Regions from separate parts of the Zea mays genome. Here all the other regions are linked to region 3. The links are chromatin contacts, called in public Hi-C maps. All regions are on one chromosome and are shown on one strand. Each heading gives the region's core, a stretch centred on a gene start, on an enhancer-like site or on the middle of the called end of the contact. The rest is flanking DNA. Distances are from core to core; before and after follow the strand shown.

The links. A called contact is a pair of places that touch in the nucleus more often than the background predicts.
Region 1: a Hi-C map of ear shows a contact between it and region 3, with 4 times the contacts expected there. The contact joins the promoter of LOC100384701 here to the promoter of LOC100384763 in region 3. A contact is called at or near these places in 6 of 25 Hi-C or Micro-C datasets (ear, leaf and tassel).
Region 2: a contact with region 3 is called in a Hi-C map of leaf, with 3 times the contacts expected there. The contact joins the enhancer-like site here to the promoter of LOC100384763 in region 3. A contact is called at or near these places in 4 of 25 Hi-C or Micro-C datasets (ear, endosperm, leaf and 1 more).
Region 4: a contact with region 3 is called in a Hi-C map of leaf, with 8 times the contacts expected there. The contact joins the promoter of LOC100193834 here to the promoter of LOC100384763 in region 3. A contact is called at or near these places in 8 of 25 Hi-C or Micro-C datasets (ear, leaf and leaf mesophyll).

What each region holds. Positions count from the first base shown.
Region 1 is chr8:37,764,733-37,768,769 of Zm-B73-REFERENCE-NAM-5.0, forward strand. It overlaps LOC100384701 (Galactose oxidase/kelch repeat superfamily protein), which reads right to left and starts at 1,513. Exons shown (of 9, transcript NM_001177176.1): 1 at 1,066-1,513; 2 at 1-137. The coding sequence starts at 1,179.
Region 2 is chr8:37,884,816-37,888,382 of Zm-B73-REFERENCE-NAM-5.0, forward strand. No RefSeq gene overlaps it. Among protein-coding and RNA genes, the nearest start is that of LOC100384701, 120 kb to the left of the region's middle. Within about 2 kb of position 1,671, at least 18 of the 20 cell types and tissues checked have an H3K27ac peak or open chromatin away from gene starts, as enhancers often do. A contact at or near this core is called in ear, leaf and tassel, where this site is marked.
Region 3 is chr8:38,227,913-38,231,750 of Zm-B73-REFERENCE-NAM-5.0, forward strand. LOC100384763 reads left to right here and starts at 2,459. Exons shown (of 27, transcript NM_001362469.1): 1 at 2,459-2,643; 2 at 2,747-2,812; 3 at 3,666-3,752. The coding sequence starts at 2,542.
Region 4 is chr8:38,648,094-38,651,979 of Zm-B73-REFERENCE-NAM-5.0, forward strand. LOC100193834 reads left to right here and starts at 1,628. Exons shown (of 5, transcript NM_001138916.2): 1 at 1,628-1,747; 2 at 2,513-3,119. The coding sequence starts at 2,588.

The sequences.
Region 1 (4,037 bases), core at 263-2,762, 460 kb before region 3:
ATCCGGTGGCCCACCAGCGCGGCGCCGTGGCTGTCCCGCGTGCCCGGCCGCTGCCCCGTCGTGGCCAGCGCGCTCCACGCCATCGTCTCCACGTCCAGCGTCACCACGTCGCTGAAGTGCAGGCCGCCGCAGCATCCCTGGAGTTAAAGAATCGCGTCGCGTCACAGCAGCTCCGACACCAACCACAAAGAAACGGATTGCAGAATGATTGCTCGTTCGTTCGATCTGATCAACATCACTGTGGAAGTGGAACCATGTGTCGGATCGTCCAGCAGAGGACGGCGTCCGGGTCGGTGCAGTAAGTAGCACCCATCCAATTGCTGCTGGCATTCAACATTTTTCTCTTTGCGTGACCACTGACCATACCATCATCCCAGCAGCACACAATCAGGGGGAAGCTTAAACGCGGGGCGGAGTGGTCCTCGCCTGGCCCAACCCAAGCGGACGGGGGAAAGAGGAACAAGAGCGAAAAGGCTATCTTCTTCCTTTTTCCCATCCACTCGTCCTACTCTACTCCTGCTGCAGTGCATTTGACGCTAAACCACTGAAACCTCAGCTCAAATTAACAAACTGGATTGCAGATGGGGCGGGTTCTGCTTAGCACAACCGAGGACATCAGCTTAAAAAACCTTTTTTTTCCCGTTATGGACAAGGACTCCCTCGCTTTTGGTGAAAGCTACACGACATTTTGCTTGCTGGCTTGCTACACTACAGCAGCGGGACAAAACACAGCTCCAGAGGATGAACACCAGAGATGATAAACAACCTTTTGTCCAAAATAATCTACCCTCAGCCGGTAGAGGCGGGGTCATAGCTCAAACCACCACCAGCATGCGTCTTCTTCCTGATGAACTAGTTCGCAGCTACCAGTAAGTATTAAGCTTCCATATCACTAGCAACTAAATAGTATAGCTGTACTAGGAGGCATCAAATTCAAGAAAGACGCGAAATCTGTAGAAGAATTCAGAGCGAAAACATGGCCGGATAAGACGGGATCAAGAGGATGGAACAGAACCGCAGGCGTTGGTTGATGGACATCATATCATCATACGATAGGATACATACCCCAAAGACGTAGACGACCCCTTCGAAGAAGCAGGCGGAGTGGCCCCACCTCTCCGGCGGGTTGAAGCCGACCACCTTGGGGTACAGCCACATTGCCTTCCTCTGCCGCTCCATGCCTCTGCTTTCTGGAGAAGAAGAGGAGGGGAAAGGAAGCAGAGTGGTAGAGACTGCCGACTCGACTGGAGAGAGATGAGGAGGGAGACAGCAGGTGGCAAAGGGAGATATGGAGGGAGGGAGAGAGAGACGGAGCGACTGAGCGAGCGAGCGGGCGTTTTCACAAGGTGTCACACCAGCCGTCTCTGTTGCTGATGAGATTTGCCACAAAGGAGAGAGCGCTCTCCAGCTAGTGAGGCATCACACGTCAATCAATCGGTCGCTCGCTCGCTCGCTTTCACTCGGGAGATGGACATGGACATGAAAAGATAGGGCCTTTCAACTCATGTCCAAGGTTCTCCCAGTCGCGGCGGGTCGCCCGCCCTACCCCCAGCTATGAATACTGGCGACCGAGCCGCTGCTGCTGCTGCGTGGAGGCGACGGAGGCGAGTGGGGACACGAGTGACCTTGCGATGCAAAGGCGCCCTGCTCTGCTCTCCTATACTATGGTCTGATACTCTGATTCTCCGTGGTGTGGTGTGACCACGTACTACACACTCCACTGGTAGGAGTAGAGTGAGTAGTAGTAACAGCCGCGCAAGGCAGCATCTATTACTGGCTACTGCTGCTATGAAAATACAGCATGAAATGAAGAGGCGGACTAGACTGGACTGGACTGGACTGGATGGTGTGGGCGTGTATGGGGAAACGTGTGCCTGGGAGTGTGTGAGGGAGTATCAAATTGCACACCTACATGGCTACAGTACACTCCACGCTGACGGACTACCGACGAACCAGGGCTTTGGTTTGGCTTGGGTTGGAAAACGGGGGGTTGTGATTTGTTCAAAATTATGGGGTTTTGGGATTGGGATGCATTGCGGTGCGTGGCCGTGATGCCATGGGAAGCTGTGCCTTTTGTAGTCTATATATTTAAATTTTACTCTACGAAACATTATAGTCTATAATGCATAACAGTATAAAACAGTGTTTTGGATAACCATATAGATAAACTTTTTTATACGGTCTTAGGGTGAGTACTTTGGTGGTGTTTAGCTCCTTACAAATTTTGAGAAGTTAGATACCACAACAAATTCTATTATCTAATTATATATTTAGATTATGAGATTCTGGTACAAAATCCAATACAAAATTCAAACATTGTTTGGCTAATAATAAAAAGATTGTAGAATGAGATTCTAGAAATGATGCACGAACCAAACACGCCCTAAGAGCTAAGTATAATAACAGGCTATAAACATGTTAAATACTGAGGTGGAGGAAATAGAAGAAAAACATGTGTAAACTTATAGCCAGCTCAAACACAAAAACAAAGACGCTTTGTGAGAGAGACAATTAATTGTGAAAAGCTAACTACTATATAGATGGGCTAAGGGGTAGGCTGCAAAGATTCTTATAGCCAGTGTTCGGCTATATTATTATACTTTCTCTAGTAAGATGCATAGCCTCAATTTAGATACCAAGTAAAATAGTAACTTAGTATCCTAATAATAAAAAGGAGAGATAAAAGATAATCTATTATATAAGAAACTACTTTCTACACGAGAATCAAGATAAAAATACATATGATTTGGCGATACGAAGCAAGTGCTTAGATGAAAATTTAATTAAAAAACATGTTCACCAAAAATATAGTTTCTATGTATAAGATATATTATCTAGCAAACATAAAAATTATACCATAAATTATATTTGGAATTGTCCTTATTTTATCTACAGTGCAACTCAACAAAGTATCATATTTAATCCTCTATCCTCGACACTTTTTAATATAAAAATATGTCAGCGTCTCGGAAAAGACATACCTCCGACTCGTACCATGACACGTGCAAGGATCTTATCATCAGCAAATTACCAGATTGACTTGCATAGGTCCACAAGCATTGGGACCCATGACCAGGAAAAGACTACAAGACCCCATGCCTTGAGATGTGTGCAATAGGCCCTCCCTAGGGGCTCCTTGTGCAGAAGATAAGAAGCAACAACATAAGAAAGTTCAAGAGCACTCAAGTGGAAGACTTTCTTCAGAGATAGGGAATCAAGCATGAGTTCTCCTCTCCCTATTCACCACAATAGAATGGTGTGGTGGAAAAGAAGAACAAAACTCTAATTGATATGACGATGACCATGCTTGAGGAATACAAGACATCAGATCGGTTTTGGATAGAAACCACACCATTAACCGGTTGTACTTACACCGACTCCTTAATAAAACATCATATGAACTTCTAACTAGTAACAAACCTAAACTTTCATACTTTAGAGTATTTGGGAGAAAATGCTACATTTTGGTAGAAAGAGGTAGAAATTCTAAGTTTGCTCCTAAATCAGTAGAAGGGGTTTTACTTGGTTATGACTCAAACATAAGAGCTTTTAGAGTCTTCAATAAATCCACGGGTTGTGTTGAAGTTTCATGTTATGTTGTGTTTGATGAGACTAACGACTCTCAAGAAGAGAATGTTGATCTTGATGCATTAGATGATGAAGAGGCTCCCTGCACTGCACTAAGGAATATGTCCATTGGAGATGTGTTCCCACAAGAGCCTAATAAAGAGTAAGATCAACCATCCTCCATACAAGCCTTTCGTCCAACTCAGGATGATGAACAAGAAGTTCAAGATGAGGGCATGCATCAAGGGGAGATGAGGATCAAGAAAAGGAGGATGATCAAGAAATTTAGACAACAAAGACGCCTCACCCAGGAGTCCATCAAGCAATTCAGAGAGATCACCCCATCGACATGATTCTAGGAGATATCCAAAAGAAGTAACTGCTCATTCCGAATTGCTAATTTCTATGAGAATTACTCTTTTGTGTATTCTCTTAAGCCTTTCAGGGTTGAAGATGCATTAAAGGATCCA
Region 2 (3,567 bases), core at 421-2,920, 340 kb before region 3:
TGTTGTTACTGCGTAGTAAATATTTATACGAAGCTAACACAACTGGGACGAGTCAATTCGGAATTAAAACGAAGGAGTTATGAATTTCCGAAGGTTTTATGTATTTGATACATGATTAATTAAGAGTTAAATTTTAATACATTTTTCATGTCAAACCAGAGACACTATGTGATGAACAATATTATTACAAAATTACACGAACTAGAATGGATCAATTTGGACTAAGTATGAATTTTATATGAATTAAATAAGTTCTAGGAATTGTTTTTATATTAAAAATTCATTTCTATAATTAATTAACTAATTTCCTCGGATCTCTAGATTGCGCACCAAAATTAGGGAAGTGCAGGGGCCCTGGCGCAAAAATAACTAAGACACAGTGCACAGTCACCCAGGACGGCGGGTTGGTTTCTTAATAACTAAGGGGCTTTTACGCTAATATGCCTCGACGAAGGGTTATACATCGATCTCGGTCGTTCGATCAAGGACTAAAGGCACCGATTAGATTGGATCTCGGTCGAACCGGTACAACACCTCGGCCATAGGATCTAGGATGGACGACTCGGATCCTATTGGACGAAAGAATACCAGGAATCTAATCCTGGCCCTACCTTCAAGATCTGACGATCTACAGCCTACCACGCCGAACCGATATTCCATCTTCTAATCTAATCTGTACACGCCCGATCCAACAGACCAGGGATTATCTTCTTCAACCCACTAAGGGCCTGTTCGTTTCTGCAGGAACGCACCAAGAATTATTCCTGCTAATCAAAACTTATACAAATTAGAGAAGCAATCCGGCTAGGAACGGTTCCAGTACTCCATTCCATAACAACCGAACGGGCCCTAAGTTGGCCATGGCGGCACTGCCCCCCCCCCCCCCCCCCCCCCCCCCCCCCCCCCGCGGCAGAGGGCACGTCGGTGAACCCCCACTGGCAATTCCGCGCGCCAAACTCCGATTACCCAGGTGCTAAGCGAATGGAATGACCGCGCGAATATAGAGGAAGGGTACAAACCGGTGATCATTCAGCAGAGCAGTGCGGCGATGTTGGGGTAGGCGGATCGGCTGCTCCGTGAAGTCCAGCGACGAATCCCGGCTAGAGTCGGCCAGATTCCGACTGGATCATGCTTCGCGCGCCTCCCCACGAATCACCGGAGTTTCCCCCACCACTTCCTCAACTGAATCGATGGCGCCGATAGAATCGCCCCCACGGCCGCGCACGGGATTACCTTCTACCCCGTGGTCTCTCTCTCACCCTTCGATTCCTCTCTCTCATCTCGACACAGATGCATACGGCGGTGGCTACGACTAGGCGGTCAGGAATTTATAAGAGCCCAAAGGCATCCGGTCGGTAGGATTCCCAGGTGAGCCGGCACGATCTTCTCAAACAGAAATCCGTTGGGCATGTGGTGGTCACGGGAGGAGGGTTGACAGGTTGACCCCACCAGATATTAGGTGCAGCCCAAGCGAAGAGAGCGGATCATGGCGCAAGAATCCCGGGCGGACGAAACAGCACCTGCCGATTCCGTTGAGATCCCCACAGAATTCTGCTCGCGTGTCACAACGAAGGGGGAAGGGATGACAGACGGGGCCCGCATCATCAGTGAGTGGAGGTCCGGGTAACGCGCGCCTGACGGGACGACCCACAAGCCAGCGAAGACAGTAGCACGCACGTGTGCTTGAGAGATGGCTGGTGCGTGGGCCCCCATGTCAGTGGTAGATGCCGATGGTGTTATGGGCCGCGCGGTGATTTCGGCCCAGGGTAGGTAAAATCCCTTTTCTTTTTCTTATTTCTATTTTCTTTTCTAATTTTTCTAATTTCAAATTCAATTAAATTTCGGTTTTGAATTTGTACTCAAGTTTTAATGAACAAACAGAAGGACCCCCTCATAAATGCAAATCCAAAATTTTATTTATTTATTTTTCCATATCTTTAAAATGATTTTGAATTCACCAATTATGCTCACCTAAGGTGTATTAAGACTCTAATTTCTAATCTTTATTATTTATTAAAATATACCTTAGCTTAATTATTTTAGGAGATTTTTATAGATGTTTTATTAATAAATTAACTCATATAATGATCTTCTATATAATCTCCTATTTGAAAACATATTTATTCAAGTCACATAATAGACTTTCTTAAATTACCCAAAGTCCATAATGGATGCAAAGTTTATTTTACTTCTTTATTTATTACTTACTTTAATAAATGCTTTTAAGTATAGTATTGACGAAAGGAGTATTCACTCAAAAAATATGCACCTCCTATTATTTATTTTTCTGAGTTTCAAATTATGTTTAAAATTTTAAATGTCCAGTTTAGATTTGAGTGATCAAAATGTAATACTATCCTTATGTATCAATACTTATTTAAATAAATGCTTATAATGTTTCATTTTTAATGAAATGAATAATCATTTAGTTGGATAGAAAACCTTTCTACATTCATTCTTTGTTTCAAAAGTTCAGTCCTCAACATCCGAAGCTCAAGTATAATTGAAGATATCTCACTTTACTATTTAATTTCTTTATTTATTTTATTATTTTTTTCTTATACAAATTTTGGGTCTTACAAATCCTACCCTTTAACAGAAATCTCGTCCTCAAGATTTGTAGAAAAAAGGAATGTATACTCATATTATCTCAGCACATATTTATTTTTTTATTTTTTTCTTATACAAAATTTGGGCCTTGCATATTTCCCCCAACTCGATCACACTCCCCCTCCTAGATCGCTGGTAGGACTATGTAGGCGGCGGCGAGCAGTGAGCAAGAGGGGGATCGTGGGAGGAGGGTCTATTTTTATTGCCCAGTTGCGCGGAGTCGTGGAGCGTGCCCGCTCGCGCCGAGACGGAGCGAAGTTCGCCGCGTGACTCGCCCCGGTTTGTTACCGTCGCGATGGCCGGGGTGACAAGTGGGTCCCAGCCCGCAGTGACGTGCGCGCGCCCTACGGAGACCGACGTGCGGGCCCATTTTGCAGCGTACCCAAGCGCGTTGTTGGTCAGCTGACCGAGCGTGGCAAGGTGGGCCGACCCGAGGTAATTTGGCCCAGTGCGAGATTCCAGTCTTCGCTTTTTTTTCTTTTTCCTTTTTCTGATTTCCTTCCTTTCTATTTTTAGGTCTCAAATTTGGATTCCAATTTTTGTTGTGAATTTCACCATTAGGCTAAATGCAAAATTCGAACCCTAGTATATGAAGAATATATATTTATTTATATCTTTATTTTATTTATATAGTATTTTCTTTCTCTTCCTCTTCCCTTTGTCATTTTATGATTCCTAAATCTTCAATTAATGTTTTAAATTCTAGTTTGTACATCAATGTATTGTTTTTGATATTATTATTTTCATTATTTATAAATGCACAATCAAATAAACTTCAGCATGATGCATATGTCATTTATGTGTCTTTTGTTTAATTGTTCACTTTTAAATATGTTATTCACAAGTTCTACTAAATAGAGGCAAATCATATAAGAAATATGTCTCCTTTCTTTCTCTTTACAACTTGGGTATTATAGCGATCTGGGCGCTGGGGTGGCGCCTTCCCTGTGTCGCACC
Region 3 (3,838 bases), core at 1,209-3,708:
TCAAATGTTGTAGCATAAATTAACATGTGTTACCCATTTTTCCATCAGTGCACATACATTCCATTGAGTAAAATAGGTTAGTAGTTTTTTTTGTACTATCTATTTTCTTATCATATTGTAGTGTTCACTTTTTACCCACCAGGGTCTCTGTCCTATTACCTAAGCTTGAGACTTCAAAAAAACTATATGTATGTTATTCTGAAATAACTTGAGCTTATGGACATGTATTGTCAGTCCTACAGCCAGTGCAACTTGTACAGAGAACCATACATCACTTGGTCAGTCAAAAAACTATTATTGTTAGAAAAATATAGCCAAAATACTTTGTGTCCTCTGGTCTTGGCCTTCCAGTGCTTAATTTGTATTGATCATAATTTGAGGCAGTAGTGATTTGAACGTAAGGAATATCTTCTAACATATAAATTCAGTTTCAAAAGCAGTGTAGAAATATTTGATGACTCCTCTACACCAACTTCAATCACATAATGTGAAATTGATGTTTATTTTTTTTAAGTTTGATTACGACTACATCTGCTTGTTTATGCTACCGACCTGACCTTTCTTATTTACGATAGGCTAATTCCCAGTTAAATGACTCAGGAAATAAACTGAACAATATGCCCATATACGACTCCTTGCTAGAGACCTGATCGCACGGTCCTAGCGTCCTACGGTAAGCAGTGGTGGAGTTGCATAGGAACCACTGAATTCAGCTGAAGTAAGTGTTACGTGGTGTACCATGCATCATGTATCAATTAGGAACAAACACCAAGAATTGCATAAAGAATATAAAACATCTTACCATCATATTCTGTGCATCATCAGTTGCTGCTCATCCAGGCAAAGATAGTCAAATTCCTAGGCAATATAAAACAGTCAATAAACACTACTAACAAGTTTTGCAGCGACATGTAAAGATGACAAATCTTACCATTTTATTCACCAAGGATTATACTGGAAATACCCTCAAACCAAATAAATTAAGGAAATACCTTCCAAACTATCCTATAAACTGTCTCCTCGTTTTTCATTCCAAATATTGTTGTAGTTACTTTCTAGAGGAACATTTATTACTATTGTTTTTCCTTATATTTTCAGCGCTTATGACAGTGTCCAAGCCCATTTTTAAAGTTCATAGTTTATTCTAATTAATGGATTCAGATTAAAACACTGTTCTATCTGAATAAAAAAGGAGAGCATTGCAATAAATTAATGCCATAAGTTTCTTGATAAAACCTGACATCTTCAAAATCGTTTTTAAGAAATCATGCACACAACTCATTTTCTCTACAGGTTAGTGAAGCATTGTCTCTTTGGAAATGCGTATCAATGTAGCTAGATTTATGTGCTCTTGGAATTTTGTAAATCCAAATTAAAATCTTCAAATTTAAAATCATCATACCATACTTGATAGTGTCTGAGATGGAAATTTGGTAAAAGGGGTGCATCAGAGACTGTATTGATACCTTAAGTAAGTTTCATAAACCATCCATTACTATCGTTTATTTAGTTTTTATATCTTACATAAAAAAGCTTTTTCCCCTCAGGTCCGGTGAGGCTGACGTTTTATCATGAATTCGGGGATGTTGCACTTTTGTGTTCGCAAGAACTATGTAGTGCATACATGTTTATCTCCTCCTAGGTTTCATCCTGGATAAGGGAACACCGTGTTTTTATGTTCATCGCGACAATGCGAGGGATATATGTCGATCCGTCTGTAGCTTAGTCTCTATAATTATGCTTGTCTTATGAAACCAACTTATACATATAAGTTGATCCTTTGGTGGTAGCATCAGGAACCTGGATCAATACGTTCTATCCTGCTTTTGGATGTGTACCATATGGATGCACAGATTAATGAAGGATTGCTATGTAAAACAAGCGCTACACTTCTATTTTAGTGTGCATGTATATATGTGCCCCGAGTTATGCTTTTATTGCACTTCATTTTGTTTGTGCTCTAATTGCTATAGCAAATGAAGGTTTTTTTTTCTATAGTTCCAATTTGATATGCATTACTATGTTCAGTCTCTATGTGTTTGGTCTGCTCATTGCTTTGTTGCTCTACCTGTCTCGCACTAATTAGTTTTGTGGATTGTGCTAAATAATTTATCTAATCCTCTGCTAAATTTGAATATGATATGTACAATTGCTCGCTCCTGTTTTACCCTTTGTTGGATAGGGCGTCCGAAGGGGCGCCGCCTGATCTAGTGGCTCTCAATGGGGGGGGGGGGGGGGGGGGGGGTTCAATGGAGTTTCATGAAAACAGGGACGTGAAACCCCCAATTTTGTCAAGGCCATTATTCCAGCCCAACCCCATCGTCTTCTATAGTTACATCTACACTACACCTAGGGCCCAGGAAAAAAGCCCACACCCACAGCATAGGGCACAGGTCCACAGCGGTCCAAGCGAGTGCTAGGCTGTTAGCAAATATCAAACTCCACTGCTACCACTAATACACATCGCCCCCGCACATATCGATCTCGTCGTCGTCTCCCCCGGTGGCATGCTCCGCTCCCGCTAGATCCGATCTATTATCTATGGATCCCCGCCGTCTCCCCATCCTTCTCTCCCTCCTGCTTGCCTTCTTCTCCGCCGTTGTCGCCTCTGACGAGATCCACGGATGCGGCGGCGTCGTCGAGGTCGACGTTCCTCATGTTGCTCTATCTCCGTGTACAGTGTGTTTCGCTTTGGTTAGGTGTGACTTGTTACACTGATGCGACTTGGGGTTTTGGGTGGTTTCAGGCGAGCTCTGGCTTGGCCAAGTCGAGGAAGGCATCGGATTCCAAGCTCGATTACTCCGACATCACGGTATGCCGTCCGCTCCCGCCATCGTCAGTTTTTATATCTTAGGACCGTCTCATCCCATCACGTAGACAAGCTTCGTAGTTGCACTCAGCTGTCCTTTCCTATCGAGCTTTGACTGGTATTTTTATGCATGATTCGTTTAGTCTAAACATACATTTGCTTGATGCCGTTCACTTGAATTGGACCTCATGGAGAGCTGAACACGTTCTGGTTGCATGATGCTGAGTTACCGCCGCTGCTCTAACAACTATCCTAGTTTCGGATTGCCTGTTGTCCCATGGTATTCAGATCACTGCCCTATGGGTTTGCATGGTTGGGTTTAGCGACTCTACACTCTATTCAGACCATTTAGAATTACCATTAGGGCACAAGAGGTTGCCCTGCCGGTGTTTTGAGCACATACTGATTTCTTGTTTCTGGTAGCTTTGGTGATTGCTGGACCTTAATTATGCTGGGGGGAGCGATGGGGGATGATTCAAATAATATTGTCCATTAGATTTGAGTAAGGGAGAGAGTTTATCCAGCGATCTGAAACGTTGGTTTTCATGTTTTGTTAAGTCTGGGTGCAATTTGTTTAGTGGAGGTTGTGGGTGTGGGGGATGATTTGGTTGGGTGGGTTCTACTAAGTTTAAACTGATGGATATTTTCATCTCTCATATAGTGACATATGCAAACTGTAGCATGTAGAGATTAATATCATTTTTAATACATGGCTATTATTCTAGTATTGCTCTATTTGTGTCTGTGTATGTTCCGTTAATCATGCTTGTGCTTTGGTTTTGATGCATATGTTTTTATATTTATTTATGATTTGCACTAAGCCTCCAACTGATTCCCTCTTAACTTTGTGTATCAGGTTGAGCTCTGCACTGTTGATGGTTTGGTTAAAGAAAGCACACAGTGTGCTCCTAATGGATACTATTTTATCCCCGTCTATGATAAGGTATCTTTGTGTTTTTTGTTTACTTTAGTTCTGGATTATCTTTTATGTGTTCTCATTTTATTTACACATACAATTTTATTGCAAGT
Region 4 (3,886 bases), core at 378-2,877, 420 kb after region 3:
CTGACATGGAAAGTCCAGACCAAACGGTCTAGTGTGGTCGCAGACAGAATCTGCAGCCTTTCCACAAACGACTAAAATTGAGTGGATGCTCTATATAAACCACCCTAGCCGGCCATTTGGAGTTGTTGGAGCACAATAAACATATCCAAAGTATAGATGCATATTTCTAAGAGCTCCATCGCACAAGTGCTTAATAGAATAACTCGATGATTAGCGTAGGTGATTTGTGAAGTGCTTAGGTTAGTTAGACCACATTAGCGCTTGCTCTATATGTATTCCTAGTTGCATGAGTGATGTTAGCAAACCCACAAACCCCTCGGCTCTTGTGCAAGACATTGTAATTATATCGAGTGCGGCAAGAGTCTTGCAAGACCATATCAGCCGTGTTTGATACGACTATCACCGTGTATCGGAGGGAATGAGATCCGCGACATTTCGACAGGAAGCTCGATAGTGGAGACGGCTGGGAGCATCCGAGAGAAGCCAGAAGCGAAGTACCACTTGCACATGGAGAAGGTCTGCGACTCTTTACCGAGTTACTCGATTGTGGTGCTTGGCCCTCGCGTGGGCTACCCTTTGCATAGGGGCACTAACGAGGATTAGTCGGGACCTTACGTGGTTTCAGATACCTCGGTAAAAATACCGGCATCGTCCCCGAGAGGTTGAATCTCTACCTTTGCTCTTTAACTTCCGCATTTACTAATTACTTAAGTAGCAATCTTTACTATTCTTAGTTTAGAATATGGGACTGAAACTTAGGTTGGAAAACTCATTTTGTGGTATAGATAGCAATGCTTAGACAAAACCTAGTTTGCGCATTCTAGTTTACTTAATTGCATAAGTTTTGTTCTAGGGTTTTATTTGTGGCCTGGTTTAGTGAGAATTTTAGAAGTCTTAATTTACCTCCTCTTAGTCATCCGTGTTTCTTTTAGCTACATTGTTGGTCCACTCACGGATGCATATTGTTTAGGCCTACTACAAAGATAATTTTTTACACCCCCTCGAATTTTGGGCTCTGTACTATCGCACTTGTTGCACGTGCACAAAGCCCGTTCCTGTTCATAGGAACCATCCCACCCACCATATTTAGCATACCAAAAATTAATGTTCAGTTAGAAATTGTAACAAAAATAAAATGATTTATTGTTTAAGAAAAGGGTTATAGGTTTATGATAAAAATGTTCTAGTTTTATGAATTTTTCTATGTTATATTGAAAAGGCTTCTAGCTTTGGTAAAAAATATACCGTCTTAATAAAGTATATAAAAAATCTATTTACTTATTTATAATAACCTAATAGTTATCATCGTTGTTCCCATTATTTAAAACCAATATTTTACTTGCCTTTGGCACTGTTCTATTGGGTAGAAATATGTACAATCGAGGAAAATAGAAAATAAAAAGGGAGAGATAGATAAAAAATAATTTGTAAAATAAATATGTGAAAAATAATTTCTTACAAGTTATTACTAGGCCCTCTAAAATTTGTCTAGTCGTTTAGTTTTTATTTATACCATTAGTTTTGTAATTAAATTATATGTATTATTATAATTAGATTAAAACATCATTCAACGAACTAAACTCGAGCTTGGTCGCTTGGCCATGCACTGTCCCTGCGCCGCAGTTGACTCCGTTTGTCTCGCGGTCTCGCCCCCGTCTCGCTCTCCGACGACTGGTGTGCCGCCGCCGTCCTGTGCCAGGTGCTAAGGCCTTCGTCAGTATCTTCGCCGGCGACGAGCACCCACCAGGTATTCCCGCCTTTCTCTGCTGTGCGAAGCCGAGCACCTAAACCCTAACCTAAAGCTTTTTAGCTGTACATGTTGATGCCGTGACGGGCAAAGCTATACATGGATCTATACATGTTGATGCCTTGATGGACAAAGCTAATAAGCTTTGACAAAAAAACAATACTAAATGGACTTCTATTTAGGATCAGAGGCAGTGTTTTGAGATATCGATTGCCTTGATAACTAACCACTTAGGTACATCTTGTGTTCAGTAAAATCAGTTGAAATTGTTTCTGGAGGAAAGTGTTGAAATCTTTAGGCAAGCTACTGGCTTGTGTGTTGATTTAGTGGATAGTTCGGCAGTGTTATCAAGTATTTTCAGGTATAAGGGGTATGCTGTTTTGGCTTCTGGCAACCACTATATTGGTGGAGTTTGAAACTTTTGGGTTCCTACTTATTCTCCTTCCACTCAGGCACTCAGTCCTTTCAGCTTAGGTTTTTCCTACTCACCTACTGACCCTTTTTTCTTTATTTTAAAATGTTAGACTCCGGAAAATTGCCCCCTTTGTGTTTTATGACCTTATCTGATGACTTCTGTGCTTATATTGTTAAGTTGTTTACCTTATCTTTTTGTCTTGTTTTAGCAATGCTACGAGTTATGATTGTTATTTGATTTTGTAATTTGTGAGATGTCGAATTTGCTACCCATATTTGATCCTTGCATATGCTTTTGTATCTGAGTAGCATTTAATATGAATTAACTTATATCTTAAAATTTTATTGCAGCTCCTTGATTTCTAGAAAGAAAGGAGGGGTTGTTTTCCTACATCTTGATCATTTGGAGATTTTTCTGTCATTCTAATGGAGGTAAAGGAAGTATGTGTCCAAGATATGTTGGTTGACCTGGAGAAAGGCAAGTGCTTGCTACCCATAGAGGACAATAGTGGGATGAAGGTTAATTCAATAGCTGGGCATGCAAGTACAATGCGGCCCAGCTCATGGGATGATCTTGTAGCACTGAAGGATGATAAGAGTCACCACATATGTTGTTTCTCTTCACACCGTCAAGATTCATCTGTTAAAAGTGGAGAGCCTATGAAAGCTGAAGGGGAGATCAAGGTTGGGATTTTGGATAAGTCAACTGCTGATAAGGAAAATAAAAAATGGTATAAGAAGCCGCCACGACCTCCAAGATCACAGACTACTTCACCATTAGACCCTGCTGATCAGAAGCTCATCAGTGCACTATCGGAGCTTGCGGTGTTAAAGAAGGCTAGGATTGAGCGTATGAAGGCATTGAAGAAGATGAAGAATTCCAAACCAGCATCTTCCATTGGGAACTTGGTGGCTTTGATCATTACCGTCATCTTATGTTTCTTCATACTTTGGCAAGGTATAACAACTGGTAACCTATAAGAAATGTTTACATGCGCTATGTTCCATGCACAAACGGATTCTTGTTCACCAGCACTGGTTGTGCATAACAGTAAATCATCTTTGTTGCTTCTGCTGCATCCGCTGCGACCTAGATATTTCCTACTTAATCACCATTGCATTATGACAGGTGTTCACTGCAGTTATACTTGCATTCACTTTGCAACCAATACCTTGTCAGCAGTTATACTTGCATTCACTTTGCAACCATTACCTTGCCAGATATTTATAAAATGGTGTTTGACTAATTCCTTCAGTGTACTACTGGTCTACTGCATCTTTGAAGCTGTTCAGCTGCTTTAAAAGCATAGCTGCAGCCATTGTTTTCAGATCGCCTGATCGTCTGATCGATGCCACTGGGTGATCAGACGATTAGTCGCGATTAGGCGACGATCAGGGCGATTAGTCGCCCCTGATCGACCCTAATCGTCCCCTGGTCGTCCTATGTATTTCCAGGACATATATAGCACTATATATAGATATATACTTATATAGTATAGAGACTTGCTCAGGACAAGCACAAGTATACACAAGGCAGCAGTATAAATAGTCCAAAACAGCAGTATGAATACTTAAATAGTCCAAAACAGCAGTATGAATACTTAAATAGTCCAAAACAGCAGTATGAATACTTGAATAGTCCAAAACAGCAGTACATCTCCAGCAACAATTCTATATGTAACTATGAAACTGCAATTCTACAACTTACTAGACCATGACCAAGAA